Linked DNA regions of Mus musculus: all the other regions are linked to region 2. A link is a contact called in public promoter capture Hi-C data. All regions are on one chromosome and are shown on one strand. Each heading gives the region's core, a stretch centred on a gene start, on an enhancer-like site or on the middle of the called end of the contact. The rest is flanking DNA. Distances are from core to core; before and after follow the strand shown.

Region 1 (3,267 bases), core at 730-3,229, 300 kb before region 2:
CTCTTGTGAGACTATGCCGGGGCCTAGCAAACACAGACGTGGATGCTCACAGTCAGCTATTGGATGGATCACACGGCCCCCAATGGAGGAGCTAGAGAAATTACCCAAGGAGCTAAAGGGAACTGCAACCCTATAGGTGGAACAACATTATGAACTAACCAGTACCCCGGAGCTCTTGACTCTAGCTGCATATGTATCAAAAGATGGCCTAGTTGGCCATCACTGGAAAGAGAGGCCCATTGGACTTGCAAACTTTATATGCCCCAGTACAGGGGAACGCCAGGGCCAAAAAGGGGGAGTGGGTGGGTAGGGGATTGGGGGGGTGGGTATGGGGGACTTTTGGGATAGCATTGAAAATGTAAACGAGGAAAATACCTAATAAAAATAAATAAATAAATAAATAAATAAATAAAACAAAACAAACAAACAAACAAAAAACCAAAAAAACCCAAAACCTCAAACATTTATTCCATGTATTTAGTTATTTAGTGTGTGTGTGTGTGTGTGTGTGTGTGTGTGTGTCTCCCACGGAAGGCCACAGACATCATGTCACAAAAGCAAAAGGTTGCTATTGACCCTCTATGGAGTTAACAGAACAGGGCAGAGAGCCATGGTCGCTCCTGCTTCATGCTAATAACTATTCTTTGGACTCAGTCTAGTCTTTACTTTTATAATGTCCTACTACCACTGCAGGACAAGTTGAAATGGGTTTGAGAGTGAAAAAGTTAGTGGACTTTAAAATACATTTTTTTCAAATAAAAAAAAAGCAATTTTAAAAAACAGCTTTATCATCCTTTCCCTCTAAAATAGAAAGCATTCGCAATGATTTTTGCATTTTAAATATTGTGTTGGGAACTCCAGGCAAATGGAAATAGTGTGCAAGTGTGAAAGAGCCTCGTGTTTGGCATGGCGGCACCTATGCTACCTGAAAGGGTGCTTGAAAATAAACAGCGTGGAGGCAACTTTTGGGAAAAGAAAGGAGCCTCAAAGGCCGCAAACCTGTAGAGGAGCTCAACTGGCAAGCAGCAGATGGAGCTAAAAGATCAAAGGACCAGCAGCGCTTCCCAGACTGCAAAGGCCAGCGCGCCCCCTGCTGCACCTTCCTCAAGCGCCAGGCCAGGATCACAGAACTCACTTCATAGGCTTTAAGGAAGGGCACCGAAAAGGATACACCACCATCTCAAAACACTAAAATCCAGATAAGCGACTTGTCCAGAGCCAGTCAGTGAGGGGTTACCGTGGAATAACACATACCAGGTACCTGCAAACATGCAACGGCCAACTATATTAACAAGGGTCGCATAAAGTTGGTTATTGTTTTGTTTTTCTTTGTTTTATTTTTCAAGACAGGGTTTCTCTGTGTAGCTCTGGCTGTCCTGGAACTCACTCTTTAGTAAGCTGGCCGAAAACGTAAAGATCTGACTGCCTCTGCCTCCCGAGTGCTGGGATTAAAGGAGTGCGCCACCACCACCTGGTTATGAAGTTGTTCTTGAGTGAAACTGCATCCTTTTTAGCTGTCAAACTTAGGTTCACCTCGAGTAAAGAATTTCCCTTAAGTATATAGATATAGATAGATATACTTAAATTCATATATATGTATATATATGAGTATATGTATATATGAATATACATATATAAAAATTTACATAATTTGATTTGGCTTTTTGTTTCCCTTTTAGTGTTAGAAGGTGAACATTCCATGTAGTTAACATTTTTGGACTTAAGTTTTTCTTTTTATGGTAGAACTATTCCATACAAATAAACAAACACTCTCCTTTTGAGTTCATTAAGAAGCCTGGAGATGGAGAGATGGCTCAGCGGTGAACAGCACCTGCTGCTCTCCTTACAGAGGACCCAGGTTTGATTTCTAGCACCATACGGCTCAGCCCGGTCTGTAAATCCAGTTCCAGGAGCGCGCGCGCCACCACTGCGCATGCCTGCCCGCGGCCCGTCGCCCTGGATGACGCCACCGACCGGCGTCCAGCCTGGCGCCATGCTGCGCTGGGGAGGCGCGGGGCTCGCGCGGGGCCTGCGGGCCGTTCGGTCCGCATGGCTGCGAGGTCCGCGCGGGCTCCCATTGGCCCTGGTGCGCAGCGCAGGGGTTCCGGGCGCGCGGGATCGGCGAGCCCCGGCCCCCGGGACGCAGCGGGGCCGAGCTCTCAGCCTGTCGGCCGCGGCCGTGGTGAACTCGGCGCCCCGCCCGCTGCAGCCCTACCTGCGCCTCATGCGCCTGGACAAGCCCATAGGTGAGTGGGGCGGGCTGGGCTGCGCTGCGCTCGACAGCCTGCCTGCCTGAGGAGCAGGGCCGCAGTGACCGCGACTCCGCTGCGATGCACCCATTGGGCCAGTCCCCTCGGGACTCGGTCAGGACCTTAGCCAGGGACACGCAGATTTTCCCTCGCTCTGAGCCGGGAGTCCCGGAGGCGGACGTTGATAATCACATATTCCCAGACCATTCCACAAACTCCAGACCACTCCTACCCCATTCAGATGTGAGCAGGTGCTCCTTTGCTTTCACGAAGCTTTTGATTGTTGATTTGCAGTTTTGAAGCATTTCTGCATTCATTAGTTTTCGATTTTTGCCTCCAATTATGTAAGGCCCAAGGGGCATGTAAGTAAGACTATTGAAATCAAGGCTCCTCGTCAGAGCCAGACCAGAAGGACCCCAAAAGTGTTACTACTGGGCTTTTTTTCCCCCTCATCACCGGTTACAAAGATTGAGAGCATCTGAACACAGCCGGGTTATCGTGCTTTAGAATTGCCCGCCAACGTAAACTCACACAAGCCTCTCTATGACCTTCTTTTTCTCAGTCTTTTTCATCAAAGTGCTCACGGACTATTGACACCTGTGACACAATATAAGCTCCGTCTGCACGCAAGGTTTCTGTCTAGTTGGTAAAACGATGCCCGGAGTTGTAGATGAAGTCACCTGGCCTTAGTGACAGAATGAGCTAGGAAAACTACCAGCTTTGAAAGAATTTGTTTCTGGCTGGAAAAGACAGTTGATAACCTAGGAAAGTATGGAAAAGTATCAGAGGTATAGGTCATGCACAGGAAAAGAAAAATAACTTACTGTCTCCAGAGTTCGAACAACTGAAAAAAATAGTACTCCAAAGGAAATGCTATATTATAGAGTAGAGAGGTCTTGGAGAAATATTTTCAAAATCCAAGGGTAGCTAAATATGGTGGCTCACATCTATAGTCTAACATCCAACGGCAGGAGGGCTGATTCAAGTTGCAAGTCAGTCTGGGCTTTATATTCTGAAA
Region 2 (3,190 bases), core at 37-2,536:
GTTTGACTCTTTTTTTTTTTTTTCTTTTTTCCAGTTCTTGGTTTACTTTGTGTTTCTAAGAGAAAAACTTTCAAAAATATGATGGCCGTAGAGCTAGCCAGCTGGCCCACTCTCTCCCCAGAGTCACAGTGCTCATTTGATTCTGATTTCACTGCTAACTTTGAGTCTGACTTTGTTATGACCTCCGTGCCATCACTAAGGGATCATGTGAAAATTGCTATTCAGACTTCCTTGTGCTGCAGCTTAGTGAGAGCAGATCACTTGCAGGCTCCTGCTTAGGAGCTGGAGAAGTGGTCTTCGTCCCTCCCCGGTCCTGTGAGCAGGGTGGGGCAGAGGGTGCATAGCTCAGAGCAGTTGTCTTGGCTCCTGCCCTCCCACTGGAGCTGCATGGGTTCTGAAGGCTGTGTGTGCAGATGAGTGTGCCCGCTTCTGCGCCGTGCTGGGCCACAGTGGACGGGATGTGCTCAGTGTGTACTCTTCCCCACTGCTGGAGGCTTGACAGCAGCGCTGTGTCACCTAAGACCCTGCTGGACAGAGAACATTAGGTCCTACCGTAGCCTCACTGATTGTTCTGCTTGAACAGGTTCTCAGTTGGCATGGGTCCACGGCTTTGAGTGATGCTGGCAGGGCACACTTGCAGGCATGTGGCATGAGTAGGTAGATGGGGAAGTGCTGTGTGCTTAGGGTGTGCTGAGCTCCATTGCCAGGGAGAGAAACCGTCAGGATAAGAACCAGGGAAACACTGAGGGCTACATTGAGAGCAGACCAGGCTATCTAGTTAGAGACTCTGCCAATAAGTAAGTTTTAACAAATTGTAAAGTTTTGTTCCTTTGAGGTTAGTTTGCTTTTTCTGGGTCCTGTTAAGCAGGGAAGAAAAAGTATTAAAGTGATAATTTTAGAATGTCTTCCATAATACTATCTAAGTGACTTTTACATTTTATCAACAGAAAATCAATCTTTCCAAGACCAGGCATCTATATTGGAAGGTGAATTGGTTGTAAAACATACTTTAGTAAATAATTTAATCATTAAATACAGCTAATGAATGGGCATTAACAATAATGCATGTGATCGGTATCATTTTTATTTGGCTTCTTAATTGAATTAAATTTTAGAAGTGATTAAATGCATATAATGACTCCCAGTTTTAATCATGGACGCTGCCTGTCTTAGTAAGCATAAGACAGGACTGGAGTGTGCAGCTACAAGCATGAGGTGGTGGGCGAAGTTTCAGTGATTCCTCTGTGTGCTGGGACAGTCAAGAGTTTGTTAAGCAGACGTGACGCAATAGCTTGGACCAACTCCTGACTGTTCAGAGCCCTATCCGGCCTGTCTTGTGAACTTGTAGGAAGTTCTGTTTAACAACAAAGCAACTAAGTCAATAGTATTTAGGGAAAGAGTGGCTTGCCAAGCAGTTTTGTTGTGATATAATATTCATATCAGCTCAGCAAGCAAGGGGGAGGGACGAGGGGAAGGTGACTCCAAAACCAACTCACTTCCTGTCTTCATATGGTCACGCAAACACCTGTGCTTTAGCAACTGTCTGCTTCCACGGAGAGGGGTAAGGTAATCACCTTGTGATTTGGAAGCTGTCTGGTTTCAGCATGTTTTGTAATGTGCTGGTACTAAAACAGTGAGCTCTACTGATGGCCGTTTCTACCTCTGCGATGCCAGCATATTGGGGTCTCAGTTCTGAGGAAGCTTGCTGTACTTGACCAAGTTTGACAAGGCAGGGAATGCTGAGAGCTACTTACTCTTCTGCAGTTGGGTCTGCTGCTGTTTTCTTGTTTGCCCTGTGTTACTGGGCATGGAACCCAGGCCTCCCATTCTGGGCAAACATTCCATCATTGAGTTGCTCCTTGGCCTGGAAACGTTTTTGTAAACAATAGACCCATGTTCCGCATCTGTGCTGGTGTGCGTGTTGAGTTGCTCCCTTGGCAATAGAGGGCTCTCTCCTTTCTTTTTTGGACATCGAGTATGACAGAGCTGTGCAGAAGCACACTCAGCCAACCTATTTTCCCTTTATCAGGAGAGAAGAGAGAACTGACTTTGAAGGCTGGGGGTCACTTTAGACATAAGGACTTAGGCCTGAAGCTTAGGACAGTCCCTTTACATAGCAGTACTATCAGGATATGTTGTCTAAGGCAAGCCCTGTGTGACCCCGGTTGATTGGTGGAACCTGTTAAGGAGAGCGTTTAGGGTTCTGAAAGAAAATGTCTTCTATTTTAGGTCCTCAGAATGGTTGGAATGATCCTCCAGCTCTGAACAGAGTGCCGAAGAAGAAGAAGGTAATGAGAAGTTCTCTACCTGTGCGTGTCTTTATCTGTACCACCTGGAGCACAACACACTTAACCCATGGCTTTAAGGGCAAAGCTTGCCGGTTACTGTATATAAAATGCATCATACCAAGTTTTCTTCTAATCCATGGTAAAAGGAGGGAAGCTAGAGTGTCGTCAAAGCCTTACTCTGCGCTGTGACTGACACAACTGTAGTCCCCATGCTTGGGAGGACGAGGCAGGCCAGCAAGGGGACGATGGCTTAGGAACCCTGGCCTTCCTTGGCTTGGCCTGTGCTGTCATCTTCTAACAGTGTGCTTGGCAGCCTGTGACACTTTGTGCATGTTCCATGTACAAACTTCCTCTCTGAACAACGCTCATAGCAACCGAGGGCCTAGTCCTGCACTGAGCTGCACATATACCCCACTCTGCACAGTGCAGTCAGTTTCTCCTCCCCTTCCTGACCACCAGACTTGGACGATTCTATCCAGTCACACTCATGTTCTGTTCAAGTACAAGAGAGAAAGGCTGACCTGGCGTTGGGTGTACGTGTAACAAAGCAGAACTATGTCCTGAAGTCAACTTTTCCCATCTGTGTCTATACATGTAATTTAGCTTTCATGTGATTAAAACCATATTCACAATGGAGAGATGATGAATAAATTAACCTATCAGTCAAAATAGAGAATAAATCTACTCTGCTTACTAGCCAGGCCCCTGCCTTTGGACTCAAGCAATACCAGCAAACCTAGGACCACCAAGCAACCTCATTCATGTGTCCTGCTGTCTGTCCTGACAGTGTTTCTACTCCCACCCGCACCCCCCAACCTGTGACAGGGTTTCTCTGTGTACTTCTAGCTGTCTTGGAACTTATAGAAATCCTCCTTCCTCTGTTTTTTTTTTTTTTTTTTTTT
Region 3 (3,539 bases), core at 893-3,392, 430 kb before region 2:
CGGACCTTTGGAAGAGCAGTCGGGTACGCTTACCCACTGAGCCATCTCACCAGCCCCACAATCCCTTTTCTATGTCCCTGTTTTCTGTTTTTTTGAATGAGTATGTGTGTGTTTCTTTCTTGTGTTTCTTGAAATAGGGTCTCACTATGTAGCTCCGCTGTCCTACAACTCTCCATGTAGCACATGGTGATCTCAAACTCCCCATCCTTCTACGCCGGCCTCCCAAATGCTTTAATTACATGTTGTACCAACGCATTCTGGCACAGGGTCTTAATTTAGAAATGGCTTTGATATCTATAGTTTTCCTTAATTGTGATAAAGGAGTATGACTGGGTGACCGAATTTTTCTGTGGGAAAGAAACAGAATTTTCATTAGTCACATGACCTAAAAAAGGAAATGTAAATTTCCTTTATTTTAAAGTATGATGCATGAATTAGATGACTAAGGTGGAGTCGCATGTGTTTAGACAACTGCTTTGGTATCTAACATAATCTTTTAAGATTTTGGGTTTTTACACTTGATTTTAGCCAAAAGACACAACAGTGATTGGTTTTGTTGTAGTCCAGGATGTATCCAACTCACAAGCTCCTCTTGCCTCAGAGCTTCCTAAGTGCTGTCACAGTACGTGTATACCACCATATCTAGCTTGCCTTGAATATAAGCTGTATTCCTTCTCAGCTCCAGCTAAATTCTCGTGTGCTGTGATTAGGCTCCCACATCCCTGTTCACACTTGAAACCCATAAAAATACACCTATAGTTAAGAAGCAACTAGTTGAATGTCTTACTGTAAAACTTGAATTTGGATCTTTTATCAAGGTAGCCTGTCAGGTTTCTATTACCTACAATTATCCTACCCACCGAAGCTATATTTAGATATTCTCAAATCATGTATCCTTATATTTAATATCTATGAAGAAGAATACATTACAGACTGAATCTAGGAATTCTCTACAAAACACAAGTGACTATAGTCAATAAAAGATAACCATTATTTTGTCCTATAATTGAATTCCAAATATTAAAAATTAGGCTGAATTTGGAAATGAATTAGTAATATGGGGGGAGGGGGACCTGGGGCTGGATAGGTGTCAGTGGTTAAAAGTACTCCCTAATGTTACTAAGTACAGGGTTTGAATCCCAGCACCCACACCCAGTGGCTCACGACCACCTCGTTCCAGCTCCAGGAGAATCCAATGCCCTCTTCTGGCTTCCACAACTCCCCTCCCCCACATACATACAAATAATAAAATAATGTCTTCTTTAAAAAAAGAAAACGAAATCTTACCAGGTCCTCATTGCTGGTTACCTGTTCAAACTGTGAAAAACATCGTCTCCAAATCACAGAAACTAAAGAGAAAATGGCGACAACACAATTGTTTTCATTCGCTGCATATCTAACCAAGATTTACGTTTTTAAAGATGCTAGATAATCAAAGGGCACAATATCAAACATTCTTTTCAATGATTAGTTAGCAACCTGTTAGATTTGGGACATAATAGGACTCAAAATGAGCGGTTCCAAAGGCTTTGGATAAAGGACATATATACTTCCTCTCCTATAAATTCTTTCTCATTTCTACAGTTACGGATTGAAATTCAAATATGTACAGAAACAACAGAATGGTACTGTCATTCCAAAGGAGAAATAAAAAGATTCAAGACATTGACAAAGAAGCATAAAACAAACAAACAAAAAAAGAGTTGACTACACCTTGGAGACAGGAGCCTAGATAGCATAACTGTTTCCTGAGAGGCTTCGTCCAAGCAGCGGATGGAAACAGATGCAAGAGAACCACAGCCAACAAGTGTCCAGAAAGTCTTATTGAGGAGTCGGGGCGATAGGTTTTTGTAAAGTGAATAAGTAACGGGGTAAAGTGGTTGACTACACCTCAAAGTCCTCTTCAGCTCTAGGAAACTAGTCTACGATGACTCGAGCCTCCCACTTATCTCAAACCTAGTTCTATTGAAATAGTCATTTTGCTAACGGCGAGGACCCCACCGACAATCAGCGGCTATAATGCTATGCCGGACGTTTTACCTGCTTGAGTTCCGCGATCCGTGAAGCAGCCAGCCGCGGTTGTCAAATTCTTCCTCCCTATACCACTGCACAGAGCAACCAGAGCGGCCATGGTTCTCCGCCCTTCCTCTTCCTTTCTATTTCCCTAAGCGCCCCGACAGGTCCTTTCTGGTGCTCTTCCCCTGTCTGCCCGGGATTCGACGCAAAGGTTCCGGCGCGAACGCGGCCCGGGTTTCAATGCACTGCACCTTTATCTTCCCGCGCTTCCCGGGCCGGAAGTCACGTGACCCGGGGCTGCGCTGCTGAGGGATGGAAAGCTGATGCTGGGTCACCTGCTGTCTCCAGAACGGCGCCACCGGCTCCGGGCTGCACCCAGGGCGGCTGTCGCAGGGACTCTGGGCCGTTGTCATGGAGGACGGCTGTCCCCGCATCCGCCGGCGGGTGTCTGTCCGCAAAAGGAACCGCGGCAACCTGGAGAACCTCCGTGCCTCCCCGACCCCGGCCGAGCTCCAGCCTGCCGAGGACACGGAGGACGAAGCTGCAGCCGGGAGCCGCCGCCGGAAAACCGGGAGCCCGGAGCACGCCCAGGTACAGCCCTGCTGAGTCCCCGCATCCCCGTTGACTCGCCCGGTCCTGTCATCCCAGGGGCTGCGGTGGCAACCGCGTGTCCCGCCCCGGGCACGGCTGCGCGGGAGGTGAAACCGCCTTCTTCCCAGGTGCACATCATGAGTAGCCTTAGCTCGCTCTCTCACCTTTGTTATCCTTTTATCTCCATCACTTGGGAGACACTGCTTAAACCCCCGACTTCTAGGTAGATGTCAAACCTACATGCTCCTTCCATCCCCTGTCATAAAAAGTATTCACGGGGCAATTAACTGGCTTGACAGAGAGAAAGCTAGCCTTCCAAATGGCTCGGCTCTACTTTACTGATAAAACATTTTTATTGATGACCCATTAATTGCTAGTTACGTTATTAAACTAGCCATATTATGTAGACTTTTACAACGGTAAGTGAGTCCAGGGAAGTTGAGAGACTAAAGTTGTGACTCAATAAATAATTATCACCTCCCAGTTTACATCTCTGTTCTGTAAGCCACCATACATGAGTGTGCACATGACTGTCTCAATTCCAAGTTCAGAACAGAATTTCATTGTAGTGTCTAGTGGAACATTGTAGTGTCTAATGGCACAATCATGATTTTGTAGCAGACCAGCTTCTACGTTAGTGCCTGGGCCGGAATTACCACAGTTATCAGAAGCATCTATTGAATCTTGGAGAGAGTTACTGTTCTTTCATTCTTAAGTGCTTTAGCATAGGTTTAAGAATTAAAATGCCAAAGACTGGGCGGTTAGGTTCAGCAGCGGAGCCTGGGGCAGGCCCTGGGCTCACATGGCAGCACCAGAATAAATAATTTAGAATTCCAGTATCACCCCTTGGGGGATGTATCTGAGTTGACAGAATGTTTGCTTAGAATGCCCAACACCCTGGGTTTGATCCCAACACCTCCTAAAACCAGGCA

Evidence for each region. Promoter capture Hi-C pulls out the DNA fragments that hold promoters and counts their contacts.
Region 1: a contact with region 2 is called in a promoter capture Hi-C map of liver, with 2.1 times the contacts expected there. The contact joins the promoter of Coq2 here to the enhancer-like site in region 2. A contact is called at or near these places in 6 of 39 promoter capture datasets (the 3T3-L1 cell line, 3T3-L1-derived adipocytes, the HPC-7 cell line and 3 more), 15 of 484 Hi-C or Micro-C datasets (the Ba/F3 cell line, DN3 thymocytes, the G1E-ER4 cell line and 10 more), 1 of 115 datasets of contacts at active chromatin or transcription factors (pancreatic cancer cells) and 3 of 9 other capture datasets (adipose tissue, liver and pancreatic islet).
Region 3: a promoter capture Hi-C map of liver shows a contact between it and region 2, with 2.4 times the contacts expected there. The contact joins the promoter of Mrps18c here to the enhancer-like site in region 2. A contact is called at or near these places in 2 of 39 promoter capture datasets (liver and pre-B cells), 1 of 484 Hi-C or Micro-C datasets (the G1E-ER4 cell line), 1 of 115 datasets of contacts at active chromatin or transcription factors (bone marrow-derived macrophages) and 1 of 9 other capture datasets (liver).

Annotation. Positions count from the first base shown.
Region 1 is chr5:100,672,968-100,676,234 of GRCm38.p6, reverse strand. Coq2 (coenzyme Q2 4-hydroxybenzoate polyprenyltransferase) reads left to right here and starts at 1,979. Exons shown (of 7, transcript NM_027978.2): 1 at 1,979-2,246. The coding sequence starts at 1,994.
Region 2 is chr5:100,367,392-100,370,581 of GRCm38.p6, reverse strand. Sec31a (Sec31 homolog A (S. cerevisiae)) reads left to right here. Exons shown (of 28, transcript NM_026969.1): 23 at 948-986; 24 at 2,230-2,288. Among named protein-coding and RNA genes, the nearest start is that of Sec31a, 47 kb to the left of the region's middle. Within about 2 kb of position 1,286, at least 36 of the 459 cell types and tissues checked have an H3K27ac peak or open chromatin away from gene starts, as enhancers often do. A contact at or near this core is called in adipose tissue, liver and pancreatic islet, where this site is marked.
Region 3 is chr5:100,797,362-100,800,900 of GRCm38.p6, reverse strand. It overlaps Mrps18c (mitochondrial ribosomal protein S18C), which reads right to left and starts at 2,142. Exons shown (of 6, transcript NM_026826.1): 1 at 2,041-2,142; 2 at 1,288-1,349. The coding sequence starts at 2,131. Helq (helicase, POLQ-like) reads left to right here and starts at 2,301. Exons shown (of 18, transcript NM_001081107.1): 1 at 2,301-2,607. The coding sequence starts at 2,428.